3 separate regions of the Mus musculus genome follow, and all the other regions are linked to region 3. A link is a contact called in public HiChIP or PLAC-seq and promoter capture Hi-C data. All regions are on one chromosome and are shown on one strand. The core of a region is the stretch at or near the end of the contact, and the rest is flanking DNA. Distances in the headings are between cores, read along the strand shown.

Evidence for each region. Promoter capture Hi-C pulls out the DNA fragments that hold promoters and counts their contacts. HiChIP or PLAC-seq counts read pairs in DNA pulled down with a chosen protein or histone mark.
Region 1: a BATF HiChIP or PLAC-seq map of CD8 T cells shows a contact between it and region 3, with 17 read pairs. The contact joins the enhancer-like site here to the promoter of Plscr1 in region 3. A contact is called at or near these places in 5 of 39 promoter capture datasets (the 3T3-L1 cell line, the HPC-7 cell line, HPC-7-derived erythroid cells and 2 more), 11 of 484 Hi-C or Micro-C datasets (3T3-L1-derived adipocytes, LSK cells, Th1 cells and 7 more), 12 of 115 datasets of contacts at active chromatin or transcription factors (the 230-238 cell line, CD8 T cells, the HPC-7 cell line and 8 more) and 4 of 9 other capture datasets (adipose tissue, liver, macrophages and 1 more).
Region 2: a promoter capture Hi-C map of liver shows a contact between it and region 3. The contact joins the enhancer-like site here to the promoter of Plscr1 in region 3. A contact is called at or near these places in 2 of 39 promoter capture datasets (the HPC-7 cell line, HPC-7-derived erythroid cells and liver), 3 of 484 Hi-C or Micro-C datasets (bone marrow-derived macrophages, erythroblasts and macrophages), 5 of 115 datasets of contacts at active chromatin or transcription factors (the 230-238 cell line, CD8 T cells, bone marrow-derived dendritic cells and 2 more) and 3 of 9 other capture datasets (adipose tissue, liver and pancreatic islet).

What each region holds. Positions count from the first base shown.
Region 1 is chr9:92,373,676-92,376,375 of GRCm38.p6, reverse strand. No RefSeq gene overlaps it. Among named protein-coding and RNA genes, the nearest start is that of 1700057G04Rik, 66 kb to the right of the region's middle. Within about 2 kb of position 1,320, at least 86 of the 459 cell types and tissues checked have an H3K27ac peak or open chromatin away from gene starts, as enhancers often do. A contact at or near this core is called in CD8 T cells, the HPC-7 cell line, bone marrow-derived macrophages and 5 more, where this site is marked.
Region 2 is chr9:92,351,212-92,353,911 of GRCm38.p6, reverse strand. It overlaps 1700057G04Rik (RIKEN cDNA 1700057G04 gene), which reads right to left. Exons shown (of 7, transcript NM_001033184.3): 5 at 1,216-1,377. Among named protein-coding and RNA genes, the nearest start is that of 1700057G04Rik, 43 kb to the right of the region's middle. Within about 2 kb of position 1,296, at least 21 of the 459 cell types and tissues checked have an H3K27ac peak or open chromatin away from gene starts, as enhancers often do. A contact at or near this core is called in intestinal villus epithelium and liver, where this site is marked.
Region 3 is chr9:92,248,841-92,251,540 of GRCm38.p6, reverse strand. Plscr1 (phospholipid scramblase 1) reads right to left here and starts at 1,347. Exons shown (of 9, transcript NM_011636.2): 1 at 1,181-1,347.

The sequences.
Region 1 (2,700 bases), core at 71-2,570, 120 kb before region 3:
TATAATTTGATTATTTTAGCTCTTTTATCTGATGAAAGTTAAAGATGTCATAAAATTTCTAACTACGTTGATGACCTTGTCATCTTCCAACATCTATTGTCATAGTGTGAGGAGGTCTTAGGGACATGCTCATTTAAAATTGCTCTCAATTCTTGTTTCAATAGAATGTTTACCATAAGAACTCTAATGTCATGACTGTGCTTAAATGCTCTTCTTTCGTCTAATATCTATTCTTGTTCCACCGACTACTTTAGTTTTATTTTTTGTCTTATATTTTGCTACCATATTCTTCCTTTAAATTTTTTTATCATATTTTAGGCACTCCTGATAAAGCACCTATGTATTAAAAAAAATGCTGGGAGCAGGAAGGCAGAGAGCACAGAAGCCAAGAACATGTGTTGCCTTTTAAAAGAACCAGGGCTGGAATCCCAGCGTCAACATGGTGACTCACAACCGTCTGTAACTCAGTTCCAGAGCATCTGATACCCTCCTCTGATTTGCAAAGGCACCAGACACACACATTTTACACATATATACAGGCAGCCAAAATACTCATAAGCATAGAATGAAGCCCATTAAAAAACAATTCTAAAACCTCGAGTGAGAATAAAAATCACAGCGTGAGTAAATGGGGAGGTCATGAAGTCCCGCCCCACCCCACCCCACTCCCCACCCCACCCCCACGAGCTCTGGCTGAAGAGTTAGTTGCAATGAAGTTTCTGGGAGAGGGGAGGTCCACTTTTTTCAAGGTTGTCTTTTAGACGCTTCCAATGGTCCAGTAGATGGCTCCACAACCATGTACATACCCGCAACACTAAGGTTTTAAAAAAGAACACATGAAATTGGGCGAGAATAGCAGTGGGGGGCATAGGGAAGAGACCGGGTGGAGGAAAGAAAGGGGGTTCTTGATTAAAACACATTATAAGCACACACGAAATGTTCAAAACACAAAAATTTAACAATCTAACAATTGCTATCCAAAGCCAATAATAGTTCCACAGCCAATGCTATTAGAGCCTTGGCCTTTAGAAGGCAATTAGAATCTGAGTCTCAACCTCCCCCCCCCCCACACACACACACAAAGAATGGGACAAAACTCTAAAATCCACCCCCAGTAGTCTGGCTAATTGTCCTTCCCACTCATGATGCCATGGGAGGACCTCCAGTTTGCTGTCACCAGGAGCCGTCATTTTTATGATGCTGCTGGGGAAGGAAATGCTGAGCTTCTGCTATAAAGTGCCCACTCGCCTACCGTAATCTTGTACTTTCAAAGATAGCCTGACCTCTTCCTCTCTGAACAGTTACGTAAGTGTCTGGTCAGTCAAGAGATAAAATGTAAGCTGAAATAGGAAACATGTGTTAAAGGTGCAAGAGCATGTGGTTATGCTAGGAAAGTATTATGAAGCCAATGGGGGGGGTGCCAAAGGGCATAGTACACTGTGAGAACCGGGGGAGAGGAAAAGAGGGAGGGTGAAGGGATGAAGGAGTGGGGGAAGGGAGGGAAGACAGAGACTGGATAATGTGTTAAGTACAAAGGCCAGCATTCAGAGTTGCTGGAGAGAGTGTGGTAGCAGCTGCCAATGGTCGACAAGCTAACTAAACCACATGAATGTGCACTTGGCACACAAGACGACAAATCTTTGCACCATAGGCAAGCCCTTCCTGAGACTGGCATACAATTAGACTTTAGCTTCCACTGTGGGGTACGAGGCCTAGAAGATGTCACACCCATATAAAAGGGACTAGAGGAAAACAACCTTTAATGTAAGTATGTCATACATTATGGGGGCACCGTAAAGACGCCAGTGAAAAGGAGGAATCTCCCCCCAGTTCCTCCTGCCCCTGCAGCATGGCTGATAAACTGTGTTTGTGTCAAACAATTTTCACTAGAGTTTTTCCCTAGCACTACATTGGGCCTGGAGAGCCCCTACAGAACCTTGTAGCCCTGGCCCTCAACCATCCCATGAACTACTCCTTATGTGTTAATGTCTATTCTAGCTGTACTTGGTCTGTGCTTATAAGGTTTACCTGTATATATGAGGTTTAGCTTCTATTACTCTCCCTACCTGGACACATGGTTGAAGATCCCCTAGGTACATGACTGAACACAGTCTATGGAATACTTAGAATAAAATATGGTCTCTTCTCTCTCCTCTCCCCTTCCTTCTCTTCCCTTCATCACTCCTTCTCTCCCCACCTCCTCCCTCTGCTACCTGCTTCTCCTCTCCCCCTGCTCCTCCTCTGCTGGTATGCTGTGCCCTTTCTTATCTTTGTCTTTATAGCTTCATAATACTTTCCTATGACAACCTCATGGTTCTTTATAATGTCTTTCCTGTTTTTGACTACACTGAGATTTATTATCTTGATTGCAGAGAGGCAGGCTTAACAGCCGTAACTGGAGTAAAACTTTCACCCACGTAGTACTGTAGCAGCAGAGCTCTTCCGCCAGAAAGAAATTTCAAGGACACCGTGAATTTTAGGAGCTCCTAAGGAACAACAGTGCTGGGATACAAAACCTCTGGCAGCCAGCAGCAGTCAACCTAGGGAAATTTTCTGCAGATGCTAGGTGATGCAAGAACTAAGGCTATGGAGAGGTCAACACTCCTGACAGCACAGGAAATTCTACTTTTCAAGGCATTGACAACATTTGTTACCATCTCCTGAAATTAAGTATCTTTTTAAATAGAAAAAAAATCAATT
Region 2 (2,700 bases), core at 47-2,546, 100 kb before region 3:
TTTTATCATGTAGATGCTCGGACTCAGAGCTCCAAAATCTCTCCACCCACTGACAGGTCACTACCATGCCAGCCCTATGCTTCAAATTCCCCACTGGCCTTTGTGGTGCACATCTGGCAAACTCAGATGAGCAGCTGTGTGAAGGAAAATGCAACACAAACTTAGTTCAGAAACAATGGTAACTCGATCTCTGGTCACAATAACTTAAAACCTAATCTTGTAAGCCTTATTGAAGTCTGATTCCTTTAGTGGCGAATCCTTGTGGATCTGCCATGATACCAGGAAACTCTAGCAGCTACATCTTACCTCCTGCTACTTCTCTTCCTCTGTCCAACCAGGAAGTCCCGCCTACTGGCCCAGTGATTGGCTCCTTTATTCATTGGGGGATTGGTTTACAGGAAACCTCCTGAGTACTGATTCATTCCTCATTCTAGACAGCCTCTCCCTGGAGAGCAAGCAACACAAAGCCATCCACAATGAGGAATGAAAAGCTATGTGGTTCCCGAGGGCAGCAGGCATTGGGACAGAGTAAGCATGGAGACAGGAAGTCATGAGAACAGAGGCAGAATTCTGAAGGCTTATCAGGAAAGGATAGCCCTCTGCTTCAGAGTGGTTTTGGCCCCTCTGGGGAAATATCAGTCTAAGTTTTATCACGTTTTCTGTGAAGAGAATCAACAAGTTTAAATGACAAAAATTCTCTTGGCTTTAAAAATTCCTCCAGGAAGCAAACATAGGAACATGTTTCCCAATGAACTAATTCAGTATAAGAATAACCAGGAGATCACTGTGACGCATGATTGGAGGATAAGCACTATACCTCTTTTTCTTTTAGAAAAGATCCACTTATTCCTATTTCTCATACATTGGTGTTCTGTTTGCATGTTGGTCTGTGCAGTGCCTGAGGAGCATTATACCCTTAAACTGTAAGCCAAAAAATTGCTTCTTCTTTTAATGCTTCTTGTCAGATATTGATTTTAGCAATGAGAGTAGTCGATAGAGAAACTGTGGCTATTTTTAAGATGACTACACCTTTTTCTCATTCAATAGTGTAAGCACTGACCTTGTATTGGATCATAAAATATTTCTCTGACCATGTTATTTCTTTTTTAAAAAATATCTGTACATAAATCTCCACCTAATACAGCTTTACCTTTGCACAAAATATGTTCTATTTATAAGGAAAGAAAATCTAATAGACATGATTGTATCTGTTACCTCAAAATCTATGCTTCCTCCAATGTTGCACACGCAGATTGGACCAATAATTTTTAGAACATCCTGTTTCTCCTCATTTTGAACTGTAAACTTTGGCCGACATGGGTGCCAGGTTTGAATAACATAACCCACTGGCACACCAGGAGGAGCTTGTATTTCTATCTACATATGAAAAAAGGACATTGGTAAACATGTTTATCAACATATTATCTATTTGTGGCTTCATTTACTTAGAATGACAGCCAGTGCTCCAATCTATAACACCCTTTAATTAAATCAATGCTTTTTCTTCTCTTAATTCATGGAGGTAACTATACCAAAAAAGAAAAAAACAAAAGGTGACGTAATGTGCATCAGATTCTCCAGCTAATGCATAGAAGGGGCAAATTGAACTCTTGATAGCTTCCATGTTTCATTAATATCTCTATCTGTAAAGACTGTCTAAATTATTAACAAACTTTTCTTTCTTAAACTTGTTTATCAACAGTAGCTTATCTCTGTGGACAGAACTCTGATCACTGGCACATTTTCAACTATTAGTTCTAATATTGTATAAGAAAAGAACTTTGGACACTAGACTCATGGCCCTGCTATTTATTTACTAGGAGACTCAGATGTGATCATTTCTGAGAGTCAAGCTTCATGACCATGTTATACTGCTACTCAACTGCAGTACTTTGTTCATCGAACACACAAACACAGTCTCCTCAGATATTGCTATGCTTGTAGGGTTATACCTAGCCTAAAGGGCATGGAGAACAAAGGAATTCTTTACAAATAAACTTACTCTCTCTAAGTAGTGTAAGCACAATGTTAAACCCCAAATATCTGTTTTCATGTTCTCTCTGTTTGAGACAGGCTTTATGGACATTACTTACAGAATGACTGGGGTACACAGGCAGACAATGTCCTAGGCAAGTGAAATCTAGGCAAAGGCTACCTTCCCTATAAAGTCTCTATGTCCTAGTACCTGCTCTGAAAGACACATTTGCAATAAATAGGCCACTAAGTGATATGAAACAGGCAGTTGGACTTTTGCTGAGGGCAGATCCATCTGAGGAATGTTTATTACAGATAACACAACTTACCTGTGTTTATTGAAAGAAATGAAATAAAAAATATGGGTGGCATTTTTCTCCTTGCCCCTTAGTGGAGTGTCTAAATCATCAGATAAATTATGAGATGAATACATATATTCTTCTCCTAACTCTTCTGTTAAGGCATTCTGTTTCTAGAACAGTATTTTAAAACATCCTCAGGCATGTGGCTCCATTAGTTTGGGCCACACCAGTCATGATCATTTTTGACAAGTGATTTGGCCAAAAGGCCTTCCTGTGAACATTATAAACTGTTGTTTGAGCTGTTACTCATCCATAAAGGAGAGATTACCCAAGAGTATAAGCTTAGTTGTTTATATTCCTTTCTACACAGTTGAATGAAGGCCAAAACATGGCTCATGGATCATTTTTGTTTTTTACAAAATAT
Region 3 (2,700 bases), core at 98-2,597:
AAGCTCTGTTGTTAGGAAAAGCCAAGAAGGAAACGCCCCCAGGTGCCCGGGGGTGCTTTTTATTAAGCTTCCCTGGTTCCTGGTACCCAGTATTTAGTTCCAACTGCTAAGCCGCTAAGCCGGAAGAAGAGAGTGTAATTGTTTGGGAAGAAAGTATAATTGTTTGTCTTGGAACAGAGAGATGGCCCTACCTAACTTCCAGGAATAAGATTACGGAAATCAAGCCACGCAGGAACCATGGGGAGAGTTGTAGGGATGGGGGCTGTGTCAAGTATTTGATATAATAAAAGCTAGTTTCCACCTTTCCACTTGGTACTTTATCAAGCTTATATTAACTGATTCAAAAGTGAGAACTCTTTTTGTTGTTTTGGTTGGCTTTCCTGTTTTGTTTCTGTAGCACTGGCTGTCTGAGAACTTGCTCTATAGACAAGGCTAGATTCGAACTCATAAATATGCCTGCCTCTTCCTTTAATAAGTGGCTTGAATCTTTAAGTCTTTTACTGTTAACATTTTCAGGGAAGAGATGAATATACAAGAAAAAAAAAACTGTCAGAGTCCAAGGTCTGTAACAAAAGACTGAATGTACACCTAGTGTAGTGGTCTTACCCATTCGGACCTTTACCCGCTTACATCCCCTACTTTTGTATTCTAGAAGGCTATGTATAGTTTTACTAGCCACAATCCCAAAGAAACCTGGGTTAAAGAGCAACAGGCTCTTTGAACGGTTTCTCTTCTTTTATTTCCCCTTCCCTTTCCTGCAACGGGAATCCAACTTGGGCTCGGCGCATTTGAAAAGAGCGCTACCACAGAGCTACAAGTGAGCCCAGCTTCTGCACTGCATCAGGACTGCTCTTGGCTGTGAAGCAGTGTGCTAAACTGGAGACGATCCCGTGGGAACTAGCGAAGAAGGGTCACGAGTGTGGATTGCCGAGCAGCGGCCCGGACAGCAGAGCTTCTGGCTGAGTTCCCTCCCCACTTCCGGGGTCACGAGCCCAAGTCTTTCGGCCATTGCTCCCAGTCTTCAGACCATAACCTCTGCCGCCTGAGCAAACCGCCTCCAGCCCTTGCTCTTGCTCCCTCTCCACCCATCCGCATCTCCCGCGCCCATCACCGTACCCGGCTCCTTTGTGCGCACAGATCCGCGAGCTCTGTCCCGGAACGCGCAGAAAGCGGGACTCACCTGAGGCTCCTTCTGTTCTGAAGTCCGTGAGTCCCAATCCCTTGCTGGTGGCGCTGCAGTAGCCCGGCTTTCCCTCGCAGAGGGGACTCACTCTGAATGACGCGAGCTCTGCCTGCACTCCTGAATCCTCTAGCTGCGCCCAGAGGCCTGGCAGGACCTTGCCCGCCCCGCCCACCAGCAAGGCAAAAGGAAGTGGGATTTTGATTGCCTTGGAAAGAAAGGCTATTCATCACCTGGGGAGTGGCCTCTTCTCGGAACTTTCTTTACACTGCCTGATCTCAACCACCCAACCTATTTGGGTACTGTGCGGGAAATCGGGCTTCCTCAAACTTACTTTCCTGCTTTGCACACTTTCTTAAGTATGCATCGATTACCACATCTGTTCCATCAGCCCTGTTTGCACTTTCAAGTTTGTTGATCTCTTTCCTAGCAGATTTCTCTCCTCTTTTTAAAAATCTTATGGGTTTTATATAACCGTTTCACGCCGTTTGCTGGTAGCAGTCTTTGCTTTCTTTTTACTACAGTCTGTGAAAAAGTACCACCCTTAACTAGAAAACATTCAGGTTTGGTTTGAACTGTGCGGCTCACTCACCAGAAAAATCAGCATCTGTTTTGTTTAGTAAAGCGGTGCTTCTTAAATTACAGCCCGAGAAGAGTCACCGAGCTGAAACTACATTAGGTCATGCCTTCAAAGATTCTGACTTAGTATGCCTCGTGTGGACATTTCTAAGAAATTTCCAATTATCTAAAAATACCTTCCTATGACACAGAAGGTATTTTTCCCCCGCCTGCATTTTATGCATCATTTGGTACTCTTGGGGGAGGGAGAGTTATGAAAGGATGATGAAAGGGTTACAGGTGAATTTTGAGTCTTCACTCTTCTTTCCCTGTGATTGGTGCGTTTCTAAGTATATTCAACTAAAAATCTGGGGAGCATCTTGGGAGGGGCCCACTACTTGCATATGTGTATATTTCTGCATGTACATAAATACCAGTGTGCATAGAATATACTGTTCTTCCATAGAAAGCCATGATGCATGGAAAAGTGAACCTCACATATAAAGAGTCTGAGACCATGGCACTCCAATGCTGGAGAAAGGAACCGGGAACTTAGCATCGCTCAATGTGATTTGTAACTTCAACTGGCTTGCTGTTAGGCACTCAGGATGTTTATCTTTATTCTTTAGCTGATTTCATACTCGGAGCAAACAAGGATCTTCACTGTCCACTCTTTGCATAAATGGGATCATTTCATTTGAATTTTAATTTAAGCAGTTGGAGTATTTTTATAGGTAAAACCTTGTAGAAGTGAAACATTGGGGCGTTCTGTCTAAGTAAGAGTCTTCCTACTGTCTTCACCTCTGTTGTGTTTCCTAGGCTAACTGCTGTTACCAGTAGCTCCAAGACTTGGCCACAGGGGAGTCGGTGAGCTAGGGCTTCATGGGCAGCCGCTGCTGGGTAGTGGCTCACTCTGTGTTTGTTTCCTTTCCTAATGTCTTCATACCTCAAGCCCACCTAAG